Regions from separate parts of the Gossypium hirsutum genome. Here region 2 is linked to region 1. A link is a contact called in public Hi-C data. All regions are on one chromosome and are shown on one strand. Each heading gives the region's core, a stretch centred on a gene start, on an enhancer-like site or on the middle of the called end of the contact. The rest is flanking DNA. Distances are from core to core; before and after follow the strand shown. Region 1 holds the start of LOC107892547. Region 2 holds the start of LOC107959957.

Region 1 (6,258 bases), core at 2,732-5,231:
AGAAATAGCCTGGATTCGAATCTCAGTTATATATATATATATATCCGCACAGCAATTCAAAATACCAGGATCAACATAACTCAACTCAAACCCATAAATTAAAAGTTCAAACCAAATGACATTACCTTAACTCTTCCATCTTCATTGACTAATGAGCTACACGACCACTCCACACCCAAAACTTGACTCAATGTCTCATAGTTAGCTTTAATTAAATCACCACCGAGAATTCTCCTTGACACTGCTAAGTCCCAAGATTTCTTTTCCAAATCATAGCAAGGCTCAAACGTTGTCAACCCTCTGTGCACATAACTGTACTTCAATTTGCAATTAAAAGACCCGAGCTCATGCCTTGCAGATAATTTGTTGGCTGTATCAAACACAAAGGTCCCATCCAATACTGTCCGATGGTCGTTCCTCATGTGACTGTAACTCCAATTTATCTGTTTTCCTTCCACCTTAAAAGTGTTCATGAACTGAAACTGAACATCCTGAGTAGAAAAAGAAAAGCCAAGGCAAATTAAGTAAAAGTCATTTTGACAAACACTTGCAATGCATAAACGAAATTATCACCTTTTTGGTGATGTCAAAGTCGATGATGAAAGAACCAGGCTTCTCAACTGACAGCAACAAGTCATCAAAGTTCAATGTGGAGCCATCGGAAAAATTTGTGTCTGAAAGCGATGCTCGGAGCTTAAGGTCTCCTGGATTAGCTGCTAGAGTTGCCGACAAGCCTTTCTTGTTGCCGTTGGTTCCTCCTATAAAAGACACTGCAGCATTCATCATCTTTACCAATTTTTTTTTCTGTAATATTCTTTTCTGCAAATTATAAAGCTGTGAGGGGTGCGAGGGGGTTGATGAAGTCTTCCGTTGTTATTTGCTCCCCAGGCGCCAGTAATGAAATGGAAGTAGAGGTGGGCCGGGTCGGTTTTGGGTCAGTTTAACTATGATATTAATATAATTTATATTTTGTTTCAGTTAGAACTTAAATTGAAATATAAAGTTATTTTGTTTGAATTTGTCACATATTATTTTTAAAATAATTTAAAAATATATATTTATATTATTTTTAATTTTATGTTTTATAATTTTTATTTTATTAAAATTTTATATTTAATTATCTTATTAACATTTTTTAATGTTTATTATATTGCTATTATATATTATTATAGATTTAATTTTTGTATGTTATAAATTATATAATATATAAAAAATAATATAATATAAAATATTAAAAATTTAAAAACGAGTTAGGCCGAGGAAGATTCAGAACTTAAATGCTCAAGCCCAAACTCAACCTATATTATTTTTTATCAAAATCTATTTTTTAGGCCTAATATTTACCCAAAGTTTTTCAAATTTAAACCACATTTTTTTCTAACTTAAGGATTGTAAATTTCTAATTCAAATAATATTTAAATTCCGATTTAAATATCTTAATCCACTATTTATATACTAATATTATGGACATATAATTAATTTCAATTCATTTAGCATAAATATTATTTTAAGATAAAAAATTAGAAGAAAACCTAAATTCAAGTCATGGAAGTAGTTTAATCATCCCATATATGAAAAAATTTAGAAAATAAGTAAATTCCGATCTAAGGTAACACAAATACCAAATATTATTTTTAGAGAATTGCAATGATTAAGGCCAATGTCGAAGACCTTCTCCAAGTGTGCGGCTGACAATCATCTGCTGTGGTAAGTGTAACACACAAGATACGACAATAATACAGTGTTTTATGGGTTTTAGATAACACACATATATACTATATTTGCCATGAATACAATCGATCTCTTAATTATTATTTTTTAAATAACTTTGGAAGATCTGGGAAGGATTATGTCTTCTATTCATATTAAAATATGCGTCACACAAATACTTGAAAAAAATCAGAAAAACATAAATTTTGGGAGAAAAAAGCCATCCCACCCCGCTTTAGACTTGCAGTCTTGGGGAATCATAGCGACGTTAGAATCAATAAGCATAACACTATCAATCTCCAATGAAAAAATTCACCAACATTGAAACCTGAGGCACATGGCATTTTAAACAAACACCCATACTCAACAATCAAGAAACACTTGAATCTTTCAAAACATATCAAAAAATATATAACAAAAAAACTATGATCAATATAAATAAAATAAAGAAAACATTCCATTCTTTACTACTAGAGGAACATCTTTAGAAGGCCATAAACTAAAACAACACCATTCCTTCAACTCATTTCTCCAACTCCAACACACAAACCATTTTCACCCTAAAAACATTAGATTTCTAGAAATTAGAGTGAAAATGAACCTAATTCATAACAACTAGCACTATTGTTACAAAGTAGACAGATCCCAAGAACACTCACACGTCCTGCATTAGAGAATGTCATCATAGGCAACAATTTCTCTACCTTTAAATGGCAATTCTAACATTGAAGAACCATCATCAGTGGTTCTTGGGTTGACTATGGTTGATGCAAGCTTATTACTTCTTCCATGCCTGCTTAAAGGCACCTCAGGCCGCAAGAGCTTTGATGAAGATGTTGCCCCTTTATCGTTATTAGCATTAACCCCTATTCCGTCTCTCCATTGAGCTAAAGGATCGGTTGCCCACAAAACTTGAACCTGCAAGCAAAATCACAATTCAGAATTTCAAACTTCTTGATGTTGAGCGTCAACTGCTAAGCTCTACATCTGAACTTCATCTCATTAAAAAGTAAATTTTTCAATTTAACAGACTCCTTTAGTTCAATTCAACCTCAAAGCTCTAAATTCTAACTTCAGTTCCTTGTTAAAGGTTAAAATTTTCATTTCGATCAAGTTTTTAAGTTTCAATTCAACATTAAAGCTCCAAATTCTAACTCTTTTCTTTTCTTTTTTTGAAACTTCTAAATTCTAGCTTCAGTTCCTCATTATAGGATAAAACTTTAAATGTAATTCAATCTTTAAGTTTCAATTCAACCTTAAAGCTCTAAATTCTAACTTCGGTTCCTCATTAAAGGTAAAATTTTCAACTTAATTGACTCTTTTAGTTTCAATTCCACCTTAAAGCTCTAAATTCTAACTTCACTCTTTAAGCTTACAACTATAAAAGCTCTAAATTGTAAATTCAGCTCCTCATTAAAGAATTTTCAATTTGACTCTCTTAGTTTCAAATCAACCTTAAAGCTCTAATTGTAACTTGAGTTCCTCATTAAAGGATAATTAAATTTCCATTTAATTGACTCTTTTAGTTTCAATGCAACCTTAAAACTCTAAATTATAACACTTCAGTTCCTCTTTAAAGGTAAAAATTTCAAGTTAATCGACTCTCTTATTTTTAATTCAACCTTAAAGCTATCCAACTTGGTTAATTTACTCAAATTAGGATCAAAAGGAAGCACCGATTCAATTATAAAAAGTAACCAAACAAGAACTGAAAAACTAAACACAGTTAATTATATAATTACCCTTTTGGAATCAACGGTAATGCCGAAAGAGGAATCAAGGGAAGCCGCAATGGCGGACTCGGCGGATTCCTTAGAGCGGTATACAATGTAACCGACAGCATCACAATTGATGCGGATGCGAGAGATCGAACCGTAGATCTCAAACCTCGACTTCAAATCGAGCACCGAGCAATTCGGGGGAAGACCCATGACAATAACAGCCGGTGGCGGCTTTGGCTTGGCCTCATTCTAAGAAGACGGCGGAGGTGGCGGGTGAGGTGGCAGAGGACGACGCCGTTTAGAGATTGAAGCTGGGGCGTGACGGGAGAGGTAGGGTTTGTCTCTCTTTCGAGACATGTTTTCAGAAAGAAAAAAAAAAGGGAAATAAATTGAGACGATAATTGAGAGCGAGAGATGGTGGAGTTAAGAGTTCGCGGGTTTTGTTCATAAATCATTCTTTCAAGTATGTGTTTGGAGATTGATAGTATCTTCGAAGTTCAAGTCAGCTTTCCAAATATAGTAAACTGTGCGGTTTAGGTTAAAAAAAATTAGCTTCAAATTCGTTTAAATGAGTCTAGCTTTAGAAATATAAGAATTCACAACTAAAATTTTTCTAGGCATCAAAATAAAATGAAAGCAAACTCTGAAGAAGTAAAAAACAAACAAAAAATAAAAACTACAAAAAAGCAATAACACTCCAAGTGTTTAAGTAGATATTGTCACCAATACTCAAAAATAAAGTCATTACACATGAAAGGGAAATACCCTATTTATAGTTGAGCTCTTCATGATCCAACCGTCTAATTTAAAATACATCAATTGTTGAGATTAAAGACAATCTACAAAGTAGAGATTCTTAAAGGAATTTACAAAAATTCTCTAAAATTACAAAATATTCACCCTAGTCTTGGAACTGTGATAAAGCCTCAGTTAGTTCCCAACTAGCTTTACTATTGAAAAGTCACTTCTATCGAACAAAGTACGTATGCCTCGGCCTAAAGTACTTCCGTCGAATCACTTGAACTATATTTCCCCTTTGTACATCTCGATTGTAAGAGTCCATCGCTCTTACTTGCCCCTATTGTGGCTTGCCTCAATCAAGATCCCCTTGATCAGCACAAATAAGCTTAGGCATGCCCATATTAAACATTGGGTTAACCTTGAGTTTTACCACCAACTTTGGTTTGTAAGTCCCTTGGCTTACCTACTTTAGAACTCTGAAAGGATCCTTGTTCCTTTGCCAAACCAACAATAAATCATAATGAAAACCACTAGAAAAGTGTTTGAGATTTACTTCAATCATAGCATTTACTCTGTTTAACTGCCTAGTTTGTATCACCACTTTTCTCACAAAGTTTGATGAACAAAAGACCTCTCTCATAGGTGCTAGCCCTACTAATAACTCAACAGGATTCAAATGGATTTTCCACACCTCTAGCATTTCCAATGAGGTCCTTTTGGCACTCCAATTTACCAAGCCAACATTCCCACCACAAGGAATACCTTCAGCCAGCTGGATTACCAACAATATCTTGGTTTCACCCCTCATGTCTCAACTCACCGACATAATGCATTGTTGCTGATGAGTATCCAAGATGCATATGCAATCGGAAAAGAAAATCAAAAGAGCATTAATCTTGTCTAGGAAATTCAAGCCAAGAACAAAGTCATAATCATCTAAGTGAATTACCTCAAAGTCTTCCTTGCCTTTCCACTAACTAATCTATAACTCAAATTCTTGTGCTACTCTTACAAGTGGGACCTCTTTAGAATTAATAGTCTTGATCTTTTTAGTCAATTTGCTAATTAAGAGACCAAGTTTACCCGTGGATTTTCCAAATATAAACAATTAGATACCCCTGTACCAACAAGATCACTCCCCCTTCAGCTTACGATATTAATGTCCACAAACATCAACCATTTTCTACTTGTGATCCCTCTTCGCTTTCACAGAATTGAGTGTCATTGATCCAAGCTTCAATACACTTTCCTCATTAGACTTTGCTTTCTCTTATTGATCGTGAATATCTCAGATCACTCTGGACAGTCCTGTATCATATGCAGTCCACAACATAATAAGCATTGTATTGGCTTCTTTTCATTCTCCTTGCCCCCTCAAATGGTTGTTGGGCTTCCTTTTCCTATTTTCTGGTTTTCTATTACCATTATTCTTACCATTGTCACTCCCCAAAATTTTCTATTCCGTGTTTTGGTTGGTTGACTAAGTGAAGTTGGCAATGACTCACATATGAGCTAGTCAAATTCGCGTGAATTGTTTCATTTGGCTAAGTTTCTCTTGCAAAATGTTCTGCTAGGTTCTATCATCTTGTGGATTCCTATTCCGTATTTGGTGAGCTTTTCCATTGTGAACTAGCCATTGGCGAGTTCAATTGTGGCGCATAGGTTTGTTGTTTTAGAATCCACAATTAGTAGGACACGTACAAGAAACATATCAAATCCTGTGTAAGAAACGTGTCATTTTGCATGACACCTTTAGAGCTTCATTTATGATGTTTGATTAGTGGAATCGTGTGTGAATCTAAAATTATTAGGTAACCCGTTATAGTGGAATTACGAGCTAATTTTTATGTAAATAGGATAAATGCTTAACGGAGGAGGACTTTATTTCCTATTTCTCTGTTGTTATTTTTTCTTTCAGAAGAAACCTAGTGTGTTCTTCGCTGTGTGAAAAAGGTATCAGCTTTCAACTTGACTAGTAACTAACCTTTTCAAGCCAACTGTTGGTAAATTCTTGAATCCTTTTTTAGTTTAATATCAGAGGATGATAGTGTTATAGCAACCACTTATATATGTTTCTATTAGAGAT
Region 2 (6,258 bases), core at 977-3,476, 290 kb after region 1:
TCCTTATTATTTTTTTTTACCTTTCATTTATTTTTAGCATACTTAGTTAAATTTAGTTAAATTAATTAGTTAATTCAATCTACTCCCAATTATGCCCATCACCAATTTGCTAAGTTTTCGTTTTCACAATATTTGCCTATATAGTCTCTCGCACTTAAAGTGTTATGTACGTCTTCATGATCCAATCTTTGATTTTGGTTATGTAAACATAAAAAAATTAGAAAATCAAAAAAGCGACAATTTAATAATTAAATTAATTAAAATTAAAAATTTTAATAATATTTTCTTATCATTTGCAATTCAACGTCGTAAATGTGTCTATCATCCAAATGAATATGTGACATTGACATTTTTAAAATTATAAAAAACAAATAAAATTAAATAATTTATGGAATATAAAATTAAAACAAAAAGAATTTCAAAGAAATTGAATGAAAAATTGGGAACTAAATAGTTAAGAGAATAAATAATTTAAGAGAATTGAGAGAATAAGATTTAAATGCAAAAGAAAAAAAATGAGCTGGGTTTAGTAAATAAACTAGCTGTTGAATTTTTTGACTGATGAAAAAATTTATTGTTGGACGAAAACATATCTAGTAAGATATGTTTTATGTTTTTCTTTAAAATCAACCTATTTTTCTTGAAAAAAATAACTTTACTAAATAATTTTGAAAATTGATATTTTCTCCTCATTTTCCCAATGAGGAAATGCTTTTTCACCTAAGCCCAAATCCATATTTACATTAACTAATTAAAAAGTATTTATAAATTTAGATTAATTTATATTTTTGTATTATTATATTAAATTATTTAAATATAATTTATTATCAAGTTAAATTATTTAAATGTTATTCACAAATATCATTTTATTAAAATTTTCAATATAATTTATCATTATATTTAAAATTTTAAAATATTTTATATATCATTAATTTTTCAAATAAATTATATTAATTATTTAAATGATATTTAAAATTTATATTTTATATATTATATTAAAATATTATATAAATTAATTAAATTTTACTTTCAAACATATGTCTGAAAACAACATTTTAATTTATCACTATAATTTTTTACAACAATAACAGGCATTTGAAATGATCAAATCACACTTTTTTCACAGTATTTTTTCCGCCAGTACTTTCTAAATGTATTTTTAAAACAACAATGGATAAATAAGTCATACTGGATTTAGAATTTAAAATTTTAAAAATTATGATTTTATAGAAATGACTACATTATGATTTAAGGTTGGGTAAGATTTAAAATTTAAGGTTTGAAGTTTATGATTATAATTGTTCATGGGTCGGGTCAAATTGGATAATAAAATTTTAAGCTTGATTAATAGTTTCAAGCTTGGATAGACTTGAAAAATGGGTCTAAATTTTTGCTAAAATTCGATTCAGATAAAAATATTAAAGCTTAGGTCCAACTTTACCCACCCATATTAAAATTTGCTTATTTTATTTTTATATAAAAATTTAAAAAATATTATACATCAAAAACACTACAAACATTAAAATAAATGTTTTCCAATAAATTAAAAATAAATTAATAACATAATAGTGAAATGAGAGCAAAACAGTGAGAAAACTGTAGCAAAACAATAGTTTTTTCTTTTTGAAAATTCGGGTCAAGCTGTGCCTGAGTCAAAAACCCTTATCTAAGGTCTGATCTATTTTTTAAACGGGCTTTATTTTTTTGTCCAATCTCATTATTCAAGCCTATATTTTTACTCAAATCATTCTACTTTTCGAACTAATTTTTAAAGCTCGACCCATGGACAAATTTATTTATAATATAAGATTTATTATTTAAGGTTTTAAAATATAAAATTTTAAGGTCTAGTTTTATAGTTTTTAATATATATTAATTTTATTAAAACTCAATCCCAAATTTAAGTTTGAAAAGAAAAATATCATAAACAAAGGAAATTTGGTATTTGTTAGCGTTGGAAAAGTAGTAATTACTGTTAATTTGGTGTCTTATGATGTATTTTATTATTATTATATTTTAAAAAAATTAATAATAATTTTAATTTGAGCGGAATAATAGTTAAAATTTTTATTAAATATTATAAAAATAAAAATTAATATTTTAGAATATAATATTATTAAATACTTAAAAATGACTTTTTAAGGTAAACTCTTAGTAAATAAAAAAATAAAAAAATCCGAAGTTAAACTGTTGATATTTCTATTTTATTTTCTCATCGTTTATCTATTTTATTATTATTTTGTTGTAACTATTACTATTACTTGAACCAGTGGTTTACCCAAAAAAGCCTACATCAAAATCATTCACTTTCCTTTTCTTTTCCAAAAATCTCTTATCCCGCCGCCCACTACCACTACCACCACCACCACCAGCGCCACCACCTCCCAGTGGTGCTCTTCCAAACAGCGATCAGCCACCACCACAGTCAACCGCAAAAACCCCTCAAATGGCGACCGCTGCAGCAACAACAACAGTTGCCTCCGACACAATAACCACCACTTCCTCCGACGGTCCAGTCCTTAGCCTCATCAACAAACGCATCCGTGCCTTACGCAAGAAATACAACCGCATCCTCCAGATGGAAGAATCCGTCTCCCAGGGCAAACCCTTAAACAAAGAACAAGAAGAAGTCCTACGTTCAAAACCCTCCGTCTCCGCCCTCATCGACGAACTCGAGAAGCTTCGCCACCCTCTCTCCTCCGCCGTCTCTGAAGAAATCTCACTCGCTTTACAGCGTCAAACCATTTCCGCGGAAGAAACTACCTCGGAAGCCCAACAACAGCAGCAGCCGCCCAATGAGCCCGATCATGCTGTTGAAGATCTCCTCAACCTGCTCTATTTCGGGTCGTTGTTCGATGTAAAGTCTCAGAATGATTTCACTTCGATGATGTTGACTCGGACGCACGAGAGGGGCTGTTGCCTGACTTACGATTATGTCACCGACGACGCTACCGATCTGCTTAGCGAGAAAGATTTGGATTCCATTTCGACGCTGAGTGCACTATTGACTTCACGCTCTGCTGATTCCAGTTTGTCTCACAAGAACGCTTTGCACCGTTGCCTCCACCATGCTAAGCTTTGGCTTTCCAACTCTGACCGGCCCATTGACCCCAATGCCGACGTCTCCTGTAATAAAGCACTCCATTTGTTTTTTTTTTGGGGGGGGGGGCTTTCTATTTTTAAGTTTCTAGGTTTTCTAACTTGGGCAGTTCTTTTTGTTTCAGATGCTGGGTTGAGAGAGAGGCTTAACAAGATTATGGCTTTGGATTACTTTACGACGACGCCGGAGATGAAGGCTCCAGTTGAAGTGGTTGCAGCTGCTGCTGCTGGGACTTATACCACTTTCCAGGTTCCAGTGCAGAGTGTGCCCATTTCTGTGCCTCTTCAGGTGGAAGATTCTGTCGGGCAGTATCAGCAAAAGGTATTAACTTTGTTCTAGCTTAAGAAGAGTAAAGAGTTTGGTTATTGGATTTAACTTTGCATTTTATTTCTGATAAATGTTGTAGTATAAAATTCTTGACTTCCCTTTTATTTCTATACTTTCAGCTTTGTTGAAATGACTGTTAATTTCTAATAGTAAGTGTCGACATGAGAGAACTTAAGGGCATTGCATTCAAACTATTGTCATAGCTATTTTTTGTATCTGTATGCTTAAAAGGTTGAAGTGGAATCGTACTGGCTATCTATATTTCAGTATGCATAAAAAATGTTAGAACTCCATATATTTTTTACCTGACTTAACCAGTATGTTAGGTTGCAAGATCCTTTGGACATCAACATTTCAAAATCTATGAAGTCTTCTTTATTTTCTTAACCATTATGTTAGGTTGCGAGATCCTTTGTACATCAACATTTTGAACTCTATCAAGTCTCTTTTATTTATCTATTGTTTTATATATGCATATCATCGGAATAGAAATGAGAATTTAAATCCACCTATGCATTGTTCTCCTTTTGCTAAGGTGGGAGGGGGTTGTTAAAGTAACATTTTTGGTATTGTTAGTGATAAAACTTGATGGAACACAGCTGAATAGGAAGGCTTTAGATCTGAGGTTAGGGTTAACTAGAATAAAAGAAACTAGGAAAGAAGCTGAGAAGGATTTTTAAAGGGTTGATAGTTTGTACCAATGACTGGAAGAATTATTTGAATTTCTTGTTAGTTGTTTCTACTTGGTGGCTAGTATATTGTATAAAACTTTTAGAACCAACGAATATGATGATCTGTAGTTTGGATTTTTTTGTCAAGTTGTTTGTACTCAACAAATATGGCGATAAGAATTGAGAAATTTTTACTCGTGGATTTTTTAAAACTGATTAATTCTCTGGGCTTTGGCTACATGCAAATGGCTTTGAGAACCAGTATCCTGCCTTTTTTCCTTTGACTTCTTTATACCACCTGTGTAGATGCCCTATTTGGATGTTGACAGAGGTTACTCTGAACTCCCTTTATTTGTTATTTATGCACCATGTATGTGTTGCATTCTGAACGTTGATTCTCTACCATAAAGCTTTAGGACTTTCTTGGCCACTATTAATTGTATTATACTTCGGGATTGGTAGTAGCAATTAAATATTGTTGGTGATGGGTTTACTAAGTTATTGGTGGCCGTGACTATGTCCAAGTCAGCTAAAAGTTGGGTTCTAAAAAATTTGTCCGATTTGAATAATGTTTCAAATTCTAAATCTTTGTCACAATAAGTATTCTTGCTCATTCATGTCATCTCATTATCTTTGCTAGTATCCCTCTACTAATATATAGCTTAAAGGGGGATGGAATGATCAGTAGTCTTTTCTATTTATTCATTTTAGCAGTGGATTGTTGTAACTATCAGCATGTTTGATTGAATTCATTCATATGATTTTCCCTGCAATTCAGATTCTTTCAATTTCTTTGCTTTGTGATCACCCCTAGAACAGTCTCAAGCGGCATGCTGTAGTTTTGTTAGTTTTAGGTGAAATTTGAGAAGGATTTGGAAAAAGACAAGGTTATTTAGATTTTATTTTAGAAAAGAATCTTGGTATTTAAGTTGCAAATTTAGAAGTTGGCTCAGAAATAATACATGGCCAATTTCTTTGGTGAAGCACTTTTAGCAGGAAGGAATAAAAACATGTTTTTCATTTGGAGAAACTGAAAGATCTTAATTAGAAGGTTGGTTTGTGTAGTATGGATTCATGTATTGGCTAATGGAACACAAAACTGAAACTTGAATGGCCTAAAGCAGTCAAGTTTTTGAGAGGGGATGCTGAAGAAACACAGAGGGTTGCCTTAAGTTTCTGCTTTCAGTTTGTCACGGAAAGCTTCGAGATACTAGGAATAGGGTGTAAACTGTTTTGGATTAATCTGTATGGGGGTATTTAAATGATTCTTAAGATTCAGACCCATATAGTATATTGGTCTTCAGAATAAAATATCTTTTGGTAGGTGGTTCTCTCTGTCATTGTATAACTAGGCGATGCTTGCAGATTTTTATGTGGCGGTGAGGTAGGAATGAGTCAATAGGCAGGATTAGCGTTACCCTGGATGTAATGCTTCTTAGTTTCATATTCCTTAGCCTGACGTTGGACTTGATGTTTATTTTTTGTGACTGTATTCCTTTTTCAGGCCTCATTTCTGATCAATACATGTTATTTGTTTTGCATTAACATGTTTAAATTTCATTCGGAGCTGTCTTCCCTCTGTTAGTTTTATGAATTCAAATGAGGTTATGTTTTTAAGTTATTTTCTTATTTGATGTAGGAAGAAGATGCATTTAATTATCAAGAACCTGAGATACTTGAGACAAGTGACAATCAATTTAGTGTTGCAGAAGAACATCAGAAGGTGACTTCAGTTAGCTGTACCATTAGATATGTTCTTTTATGATTTCATTTATTTGGTTTAATATAATAAGCTTGTTCTCTTCAGGATGATGTGGAGATGGAAAATCCTGTAGAGGATATTGCAGTTCAACAAGGCGGGAAATTATCTGTGGATACAGACGACAACCAGAGAGATGTAGAACCCAAGGAGCAACAGTATGTTCCTCGAAGACCCTATCACAACCAAAGAGGGAGTCGGGGTACTGGGGGTGGTCGTAGGGGTTACTCCAATGGCCGTGGAGGTCGAGGCAGTGGAAGGGGTGGCGGAGCCTACCAAAATGGTCGTAGCCAATATTATGATCAGCCGGGCAACAATTACTATTCGAGGAGCTATTATAATAACCGGGGAAGGGGTGGAAGAGGCGGTGGCCATGCTTACAACAATCATGGGTCGGCAGT

The links. Hi-C and Micro-C count contacts between places; a contact is called where the count stands out from the background.
Region 2: a contact with region 1 is called in a Hi-C map of leaf, with 2.4 times the contacts expected there. The contact joins the promoter of LOC107959957 here to the promoter of LOC107892547 in region 1. A contact is called at or near these places in 5 of 34 Hi-C or Micro-C datasets (leaf and seedling).

Annotation. Positions count from the first base shown.
Region 1 is chrA05:72,391,927-72,398,184 of Gossypium_hirsutum_v2.1, forward strand. LOC107892547 reads right to left here and starts at 3,982. Exons shown (of 2, transcript XM_016817619.2): 1 at 3,453-3,982; 2 at 2,123-2,628. The coding sequence starts at 3,641. The coding sequence ends at 2,380. LOC107887336 (outer envelope pore protein 24A, chloroplastic) reads right to left here and starts at 916. Exons shown (of 4, transcript XM_041112467.1): 1 at 574-916; 2 at 126-491. The coding sequence starts at 786.
Region 2 is chrA05:72,680,422-72,686,679 of Gossypium_hirsutum_v2.1, forward strand. LOC107959957 reads left to right here and starts at 2,227. Exons shown (of 4, transcript XM_016896136.2): 1 at 2,227-3,128; 2 at 3,225-3,421; 3 at 5,738-5,821; 4 at 5,906-6,258. The coding sequence starts at 2,447.